Regions from separate parts of the Sus scrofa genome. Here region 1 is linked to region 2. The links are chromatin contacts, called in public Hi-C maps. All regions are on one chromosome and are shown on one strand. The core of a region is the stretch at or near the end of the contact, and the rest is flanking DNA. Distances in the headings are between cores, read along the strand shown. Region 1 overlaps GK (glycerol kinase). Region 2 holds the start of GK (glycerol kinase).

Region 1 (4,290 bases), core at 1,050-3,549, 37 kb before region 2:
TCAAAAATAATAAATGCAAATAACTTATGGGAGTATTCTTCTTCGATTTGCGGGATCAAGGGTCATCTCACAAACCAAATAATGAGACAGCATATAAATATCTCATTTTCATGATTTAAGTAGAAAGCATACAAGTTGACTACAACAGCGTTGGAGAGAAAAACATGCATCCCTTGAAGCAATGTGCAGCTGAATGCAGCAGTGAGGGTAAGGGCAGGTTGATCAAGAGAACAGAATATGAAATGGGTAAGGGTATATGCAGAACAAGACTGAAGTTATTTGTCTGGGTGAGGGTAGTGGATGGTTTGTTAGATTGCTCCAATTTATGGGATTTGAGCACTAGTTTCAGAACCAAGAACCCCAAGAAACTGCCATCTAAGAGGCTCACTGACAAATACAAAGGGAATAAACCAAAAATCAGAACTTCCCTTTGAATAGTAGGAGAACTCGGCCTTCACTGTGCTAAGAAAAATACCTCACCTGTTTCAAAAATGTTCTCTCTTCATTTAACTAAAGAGAGATCTATCACATAAGGATTGAAATTAGGCATTATTCTTATCAGCTTCTTCCTATGAGGAAAGTAGAAGAGCAGCTCAAATAAAGGATGGCGTGTCTTCTACTTTCTCTCCCTGAATGATGCTTAAAAACTCAAAATCACCTAGAAATTTCTTTGATAGACAGTAGGAAATAGGAGAGAAGGATTTGAAAAGCACAGCTGAATTAGAGGAAGCACTAGGTAAATCAGAGAAGCGCTCTTTGGGGAGTACAGTTTAAGCCACTGAGGGTGGTAAACCACTGGGATATCATACAATCCCCTTCAGTTTATCAACCTGGAATGCTATTCCTCCAATGCACCACAAGGCCAGGAAAACAGAAAGGTAAAGATTTGAGTTGACCTCAATTATCTTTAGAGAAATAGTCTATAAAGTGTATCAAGTATGTATTGTGCAATAAGATGTAAGGCCTGGCGAAAGCTCCAAATGTTTTTGTTAAACAAGCATTTTTATAATATACTTTTGAAGAGAGCTCTTACCTTGACAAAGTTATTATTTCCGGGAATTCTTTTACTAAGATTCTCAACGGTAGACTGGGTTCTTAGGTCAAGCCACACTATAGATCAAAATATATGAAAAACTTCATTAAAAAAAAATCAGATCTTAATGAAATCACTGCCAAGGACAGGAGACCGATTAGTTTCTATAGGCAATTAAAATGCTATAGCTTTCAAAAGATAGAAATTAGAAAATTAGAAATGAATGGGCATATTGTTAGAAGAGAGAATAAATTTATGAGGAAATATTTAAAGCCCCTATGCAAAATTATAGACCAAATTAAGAGAAAAATACATACCTCAGGGTGCTTATTTGATATCCTTTTTATAGAAAAAAAATGAAAAAAAAAGTTTTGGATATGGATTTTCTATGCATACATGAGTGCAGAGAAAATCTAAATGCTATGAAAGCTAGTTGTCAGGGCAAAATGCACAACCCAGGATCACCATACCACGTATGAAGCATGTACCTGAGGAAAACTTGGGAGCAATTTGTGACAGTAGAGAACTTGATACTATTATAGAGGGGAAAAAATAGGAATCAGTAGCTCATGTACAAAATGTTGTTCTACACTGTACGTTTTCAAAGTACTAGAATTCACAACCATTACCAGAATTATCTGAAGGTCACCATTCTTTCTCCAAGCTAGGTTGCAAAAAATAAAACAACTCTCCATTTTAACATATTAATGTTACTTTTAGCAAAAAACTCTAGACCACTTTCTGCGCCCCCACCCCCACCCCCCCGCAGGAGAAAGTTGTGTGCTGCTCACGACAGAAGGCTTGAGAAAGAGAAGCCATTAAATAGTATATAAAGTGAATTGTACAAAGTCAACAATAAGATCACCTGAGCTCTATTTGTCAGATTTCAGTTTGGTACTTAAACGTTTATAACTTTTAATCTGTTAGTGGTCACTTGATATTTTTAGGCCCTGACTGTGCTCAGATGCCTCCTGAGAACACTCAGGCCCACAGTCTATTTAAAGAGCACCAGGAGATTACACAGCCTGCTCACTACACATGTGGGTGCTGGCCGTTATGGTCTAGTTTGGTTCCCCTTTAACTCTACTATTCCTTTTTCATCACTTAAAAAGCAGTTATTTCCTGTAGTGAATTTTAATCAATTCTTTTCAGTTACTTAAACCAGCCTTTCCCTTGAGGGCCACTTGTGCTTGATTTTGACAGTGGCTACTTTGCACTGTCAGATTAATTACATCAGGGACTTCACGAGGCTATGGTGGTTTCTAGAGGAAAGGGAAAAAAGGGCAAGAAAAATAAGCTCATCATAGCCAGGGAAACAGAAAGCAAAGAGCAAGACCGTGGAAATACATGGCCTGGTGATTGACATCTGTATTTTCTGCCTGCCATCCTTTTCTCCTGCTGCTGAGAGTAGTGTCTCTAATCCTCTTTAGAAATGACCCCCTCCCCCCCATCGTCAGCCATCTTGGTTTGTCTGAGCTTCAACACTAACCCCAGCTCCAGTATCGTGTCCCCAGGGACTGGTTCAGGAGGAAGCATATGGTCTCATCAGCCCAACTGAGATTTGTGCTCAGTCCCTGAGAGTTCTTGACACAGAGCGGGTAGTGTGTAGCTGGAGCCTGCTGCCCTCCTGAAGAGAGAGCCCATCAGCCACGTGTGGAGCCATTCCAGAAGAGACAGATTTATAGGGGAATGCAGGCAATATTGTCTAATTCGGGAATCAAACGGCACCTGAACTAAGTTACTCTTAGAATTCCTTTTTTTTTTTCTTTTCTCTTAGTTGGGGTTGAATTTCCTATTACTTGCCCTGTGACTGATACAAGCCATTAACAGCAGCCACATGGAGCTGGCAAGATCTCCCATGTGCAGGGAACAAGGGCAGTCTACACAGCAGCAGTCTTGTGGAACCAGAACAAAAGCGGACCTTCCTCATAGGCAAGAAACCCCAGTAAGTGCTAAGGACTTAACTGGAATGCTTGGCAAAAGTAGAGGAATTTGAGGAGTTCCCGTTGTGGTGCAGCGGAAACGAATCCAACTAGGAACCATGAGGTTGCGGGTTCGATCCCTGGCCTCCCTCAGTGGGTTAAGGGGTCTGGCGTTGCTGTGGCTGTGGAGTAGGCTGGCAGCTGTAGCTCTGATTCTACCCCTAGCCTGGGAACCTCTATATGCTGCAGATGCAGCCCTAAAAAAAAGAAAAGAAAAAAAAAAAAAAACAAAAGTAGAAGAATTGGGGAGAAAAGTTTTAAATCTATGATAGGTAGAATTAACAAGCATGTTCCAAACTACAGTGGGCGAGGGGATTTAAATCAATGCAGTTTCAATTACCTACTTTTATGAAAATGAAATAAGATGGATTAGAATGGAAAATGTCAGCATTCACTGAATTCAGTAAGTATTGACTTGAGAAATTTTGTTTTAGTTATTATTCTGGTTGGCTGAATCATGTGGCCAAATATATTTCTTACCAAGGGACATGAAAACCACTGCTCTAGGCTTTTTCTTTAATGACTCAAAGCATTCCAGATCAGTCGTCTTCTATGTTTTAATGGATATACAAATCACTAGGGCGCTTAAAGATAAACCCCACTCCCAGAACTTCTAGGAAAGTAGGTCTGGGGAGGGGGCCCAACTCTCCTTTAACAAACACTGCTAGACTCAAACAATGGTTCTGATCCAGAAAGCACACCAGAACCACCTGAAAAACTTTGAAATCATGAATCCTGGTCCCTACATTGCAGGATTCTGGTTGCAGGTCTAGGCAAGGAAGGCCTGAGTCTTTCTACCTGTGTCACTCAGTGTTACACTAGAGCTTTCGAACCTCTTTTTTAGGGCACGTCTTTAGGATACTGAACCTCTTCCAATAATTAATTTAAAAACAAACTAGGGGAGTTCCCATTGTGGCTCAGTGGTAATAAACCTGACTAGTATCCAGGAAGATGTGGGTTTGATACGTGGCCTTGCTCAGTGGGTTAAGGATCCAGTATTGCCGTGTGCTGTGGTGTAGATCACAGGCGTAGTTCGGATCCTGTGTTGCTGTGGCTGTGGTATGGGCCGGTGGCTGCAGCTCCAATTTAGTGCCTAGCCTGAGAACTTCCATATGGCGTGGGTGAAGCTTTAAAACAACAACAACAAAAACAAACTAGGAGTTCCCTGGTGGCCTAGTTAAAGAACTGGCTTTGTCACTGCTGTGGCACAGGTTTGATCCCTGACCTGGGAACCTCCGCATGCCTCAGGCATGGCTTAAATAAATAAATAAATAA
Region 2 (4,208 bases), core at 640-3,139:
ACCCACTTTCATTGAGGGCAAAGGCTGTATAAACTAGAGAACAACTGCCACATTTGGTTTGGCCCCTACAGTGCTTTATGAACTAGTTGCCAACATTTGAGGACAGGAAGATTTTACTGAAAACTCTTGGAAGTTCCAGCTTTTCTTAAATAATTTGAAGATCTGGCAACACGGGGCTAATGTTCCTGCTTGGCTGTACCCCTGAGCCTGAGTTTGCTCTCCTTCCTCTACCTGCCTGGCCCCTGCAAGCATCTGTATGGGCAAATCTTGAATAAAGCTTCAAAATTCAACCCACAGTTAGTCAGCATACATGTCTCAATGCTCTTTCTTAATTTGGAAAGATGGTAATAATGATTGAATATTTTACATATTAAATCCAGTTAGGCAAACTTTCTTACTTATGATTCAGGATTACTTTCCAAACATTTATATGAAAATCAAGACAAAGTGAAACCTGCCCTGGGTGATCATATGATAAACAATATAAGAGACAGGAGAATTACGTCTTGGCAGCTCAAACCAGGGTAGGTCATTAAATACCATTCAAACTAAAACTTGACTAAAGGCTTTCACTTCAGACAAGAGAAACAAGTATCAAAACCAAGGTACAAATTCAGGTTTCAGCTAAATGGTCACAGAGCTTTCAAAATATATACAGTGTATATACAATGTATATATACGGTATACTAAATAATGCATGAAAACATGATTTGAGGCAAAGAAGTGAAGAGAGAGCTAAGTAATCATTAAATATTTACATCAACTTGCCAGGTTAGTCAAATGTCCATTGAAAGCATGGGCTCTTAACCAACAATCGTTTATTTAAATTATTTTTAAAGTACCTTTCTGAACTCAGTGCTAGATCACTGTAAGAGCTAGTTTTTTAATTGCACAAAACAATTTAATCAGCAGAGAGTCACTTAAACAGCACTCCACTATGTCAAAACTCTGTCATACATAGTAAATAAAAAAAAAAATTCCCTGTCAATTTAAGCTGTGAAGCGAGGCGAGGACAATCATCTTTGTAATGCGCAAAGTATCAGAGCTAAAATTGACAAATCCTCGAGATTAAATTAAGATTCTGGTTAAAGCAGTGTAATTTGACTCTTTGCCAAAGTGTTCGGCCACTCTCCCCGCCCTCCTCCTAGCGTTCTACCTTCTGCAGTTTCTGGGGAGAGGAAGATAACGCATCATCACGCTAATACTACATTCGTTCTACAGCTCCAAAGGACGCTGGGTTAGGCTACCACAGTCGTGACACAGCTTCCCCCCCACCCCCGCCCCCGCCCCATTCAAGGACGTCCTGCTCCCGGCAGGCCAAATGCTTCTGGGGAAGACTGCAGCAGCGGTCAATGTGGCCACCTGTCCCTGGCTGCAGGCGGGCCGCTCTGCACGGATGTTCGGCGAGTCCTAGCTTCCTCTGGGGTAGGAGTCCCTTCATTAGTAGGGGACCCGGCTCCACAATCAAGGCCAGGGCTGCTCAGCTCAGCTGCGGGGGTCGCGAGAGGCTGTGTTCCCCCAGGCCCGGGCGGAGAAGCTCCAGCGTGGCAAGTCCCGCTCTGGGCCCTTGGCCTCCTTCCCTTGCCTGGGGGCCAGGGCTCTGGGTCGTGGGAAGAACGGGACGGCGACGCGACATCCCGCCCCACGGTCCCAAGGCTCCCGCTCAGGTTCAGCACCTCTTCAAGTGCAACCCCCGGCTCACCAAAAAGCGCGTCGAGCTGGTGCCCTGGTCCACTGCTCCCACCAACGGTCCCAAAACTGCTTTATTCGCGGCTGCCATGAAACCAGCTTGGGGTCGGCGAGGAATTGCAGCCCGTTTCCTTGGTGACGGCGGCGGGCGGAGAGTAGGGCGGCGAGTCGGAAGGGCCAGGCGGCTGGCGGCAGTAGATCGCTCTGTTCGCGCTCCAGGCAGCCCCTTTACCGGCTCAGAGGCTCTACCCCGCCCCTCCAGCCCAGGCCCCGCCCCCACCCGCGTTCCCCACGACTCCGGGGGCGGGGTTGGGGCAGGCGCTGTCTGCCTGGCCAGCCAATTACCGAATGCGGAAAGAGAAGGGCTGTTCAGACAATCTGAGGCTAGACAGACCTCACGGGGGCGGGGCCAGGGCGCGGCGGAGGCGGTGGCCCGCGCGGCAGGTCACGTGGGCCGGGGAACCCGGCGGCAGAACCCTCCTGCCGCTGGGCCGGAGGCGGAGGCCGGTGCTGCCCTTTGGCAGGGAGGGTCAATGGCCCGGGGAAAGGGCACAACCCCACCCACACCCTGGGGCTTCCTCTAGCGGCTGGGTCCCAAAGGGCAGAACTGCTTGTTCCTCTGGTGGGATGTGCAGAGCACGGCGTGAGTCACTCCGGACCAACCCTGCCAGGCCTTCCCGCGCTTCCCACGCCCCGCCCACTTCCCTGTTCCCCGCTCGAGATCAAAATAATCCCCCTCTAAAGGGACTGACCCTTTGTAGGGTCACATTCAGGAGCAGCGCAAATCTTTTGCCTTTGGAGGCTTTTCAGGGACAAGGAAAGCCTAAGTTCCTTCGGTTTAGCTTTTAGGGGAAGCCCTCAAAATCACCATCCCCAGGTCATCAATTGACCACCCGCGAAGATTTCCCGAGGCACCTCCTTGTCCTGAAGCGCCCTTGCTCCTATCTTGACCTGACTGTGTCTCCTCCCTCATACGCTATTTCCTCGCCATAGGTTAAGTGCTCTAAACAGCAAAAGGAGAGAAAAGAGGCCTTCTCATTTGACCTTGAATTTACCTTGCCAGGATTCTTTTGGATCCTGGAAGTATGAATCTTGTTCCAGAGTTTGAAAACCCCTGGCAGTTGCAGAGGTTTTCAAACTCAGGAATAAGATTCACTGTATGAGTAGTTTACAGAACAGGGCCGGGCATATGTGTGGGTGTGTGCACATGCATTTATTTATAATTTATATAGTTATATATTCATTTTTTCAAGTATTTAAAATGCTACCAAAACAATATTTATCCTTCTGTGCTATACATTCGAACTTATTTATACTATTGCATATCATTTTTTAAAATGCTGGTTGGAAAAATCACTAAATTGACTTTGTAAACCAGGCCCTATCAATATCAAAAGCATTGTACTATTCCCACTCTCACTTTTTTTCCTGTTCCATTACTCCAGTCTCTGTGTTCTGTAACATCATTTCTATTTTACACCCTCTTGCTTTACCTAGCACCACCTCACTTATTTATCTCTGTGTTTATAGTTTTACCACTTTTGCTCTGGAAGCAAATTTTCTTTTTTCTTTTGGCTTTTTAGGGCTGCACCCGAGGCATATGGAGGTTCCCAGGCTAGGGGTTGTATCAGAGCTGTAGCTGCTACTAGGGGTTGTATCAGAGCTCTAGATGCCGGCCTACCCCACAGCCACAGCAATGCCAAATCAGAGCTATGTCTGCAACCTACACCACAGCTCACAGCAATGCCAGATCCTTAACTCACTGAGCAAGGCCAGGGATTGAACCTCTGTCCTCATGGATACTAGTGAGATTCATTTCCGCTGAGCCAAAATAGGAACTCTGCAAATTTTCTTATATTCTGTCTAGAAATCAAATTGTGGTGTTCCAGATGAGGCCTACTTATGGGGATGCTGAACTTAATAACTAAGGATAAACTGGCTTGCTTTAGGATAGGAGTGCAGATGGATCAGTATTTCTGAATTTTCTGGAGAAGACACAGGCATACAGGTGAATATAAAGGAACTAGGCTAACTTGCCCCTAAACTCCCTGAAAAACCTTAATTGAACGATATAGATAAGGATTTCCTTGACTCAAACTAGCAGTAAAAAGAAAGCCACCTAACCTAACACATGGATCCAATTAAAAAAAAATCCCTGCTCATGTTTGAACTTTTACACACTTTTGACTCTCAGATTCTGACGGAACAGCAAATTATTTGTTCAGCAGTATTGTGTGATCAGAATTCAGAAGCTTCAGAATAAGTAGGGCTAGATATACATGAATGATTCTGAAACTTATTGATTCTGTGGTTCCTGCAATAGTTTGTGTTCTGCATCATCATTCCTTTTACCAAAACAGAACTTAAAGCCATTGAGGAAATGTGACTTATGCACATCTCATCCTGAAGGAATATGAACTTTGACCCCTTCTTGTCTTAACACAAGCATTTAGAACATCTGCCCAGTGATCCAGATACTTAAGATACTTATCGGACCCTTACTCTAAAATAACTCATGA

What was found. Hi-C and Micro-C count contacts between places; a contact is called where the count stands out from the background.
Region 1: a Hi-C map of skeletal muscle shows a contact between it and region 2, with 5 times the contacts expected there. The contact joins the enhancer-like site here to the promoter of GK in region 2. A contact is called at or near these places in 1 of 5 promoter capture datasets (liver), 3 of 47 Hi-C or Micro-C datasets (heart right ventricle and skeletal muscle) and 1 of 2 datasets of contacts at active chromatin or transcription factors (alveolar macrophages).

Annotation. Positions count from the first base shown.
Region 1 is chrX:26,505,835-26,510,124 of Sscrofa11.1, reverse strand. GK (glycerol kinase) reads right to left here. Exons shown (of 19, transcript NM_001143708.1): 5 at 1,034-1,110. Among named protein-coding and RNA genes, the nearest start is that of GK, 37 kb to the right of the region's middle. Within about 2 kb of position 2,299, at least 3 of the 83 cell types and tissues checked have an H3K27ac peak or open chromatin away from gene starts, as enhancers often do. A contact at or near this core is called in skeletal muscle, where this site is marked.
Region 2 is chrX:26,468,250-26,472,457 of Sscrofa11.1, reverse strand. GK (glycerol kinase) reads right to left here and starts at 1,889. Exons shown (of 19, transcript NM_001143708.1): 1 at 1,703-1,889. The coding sequence starts at 1,780.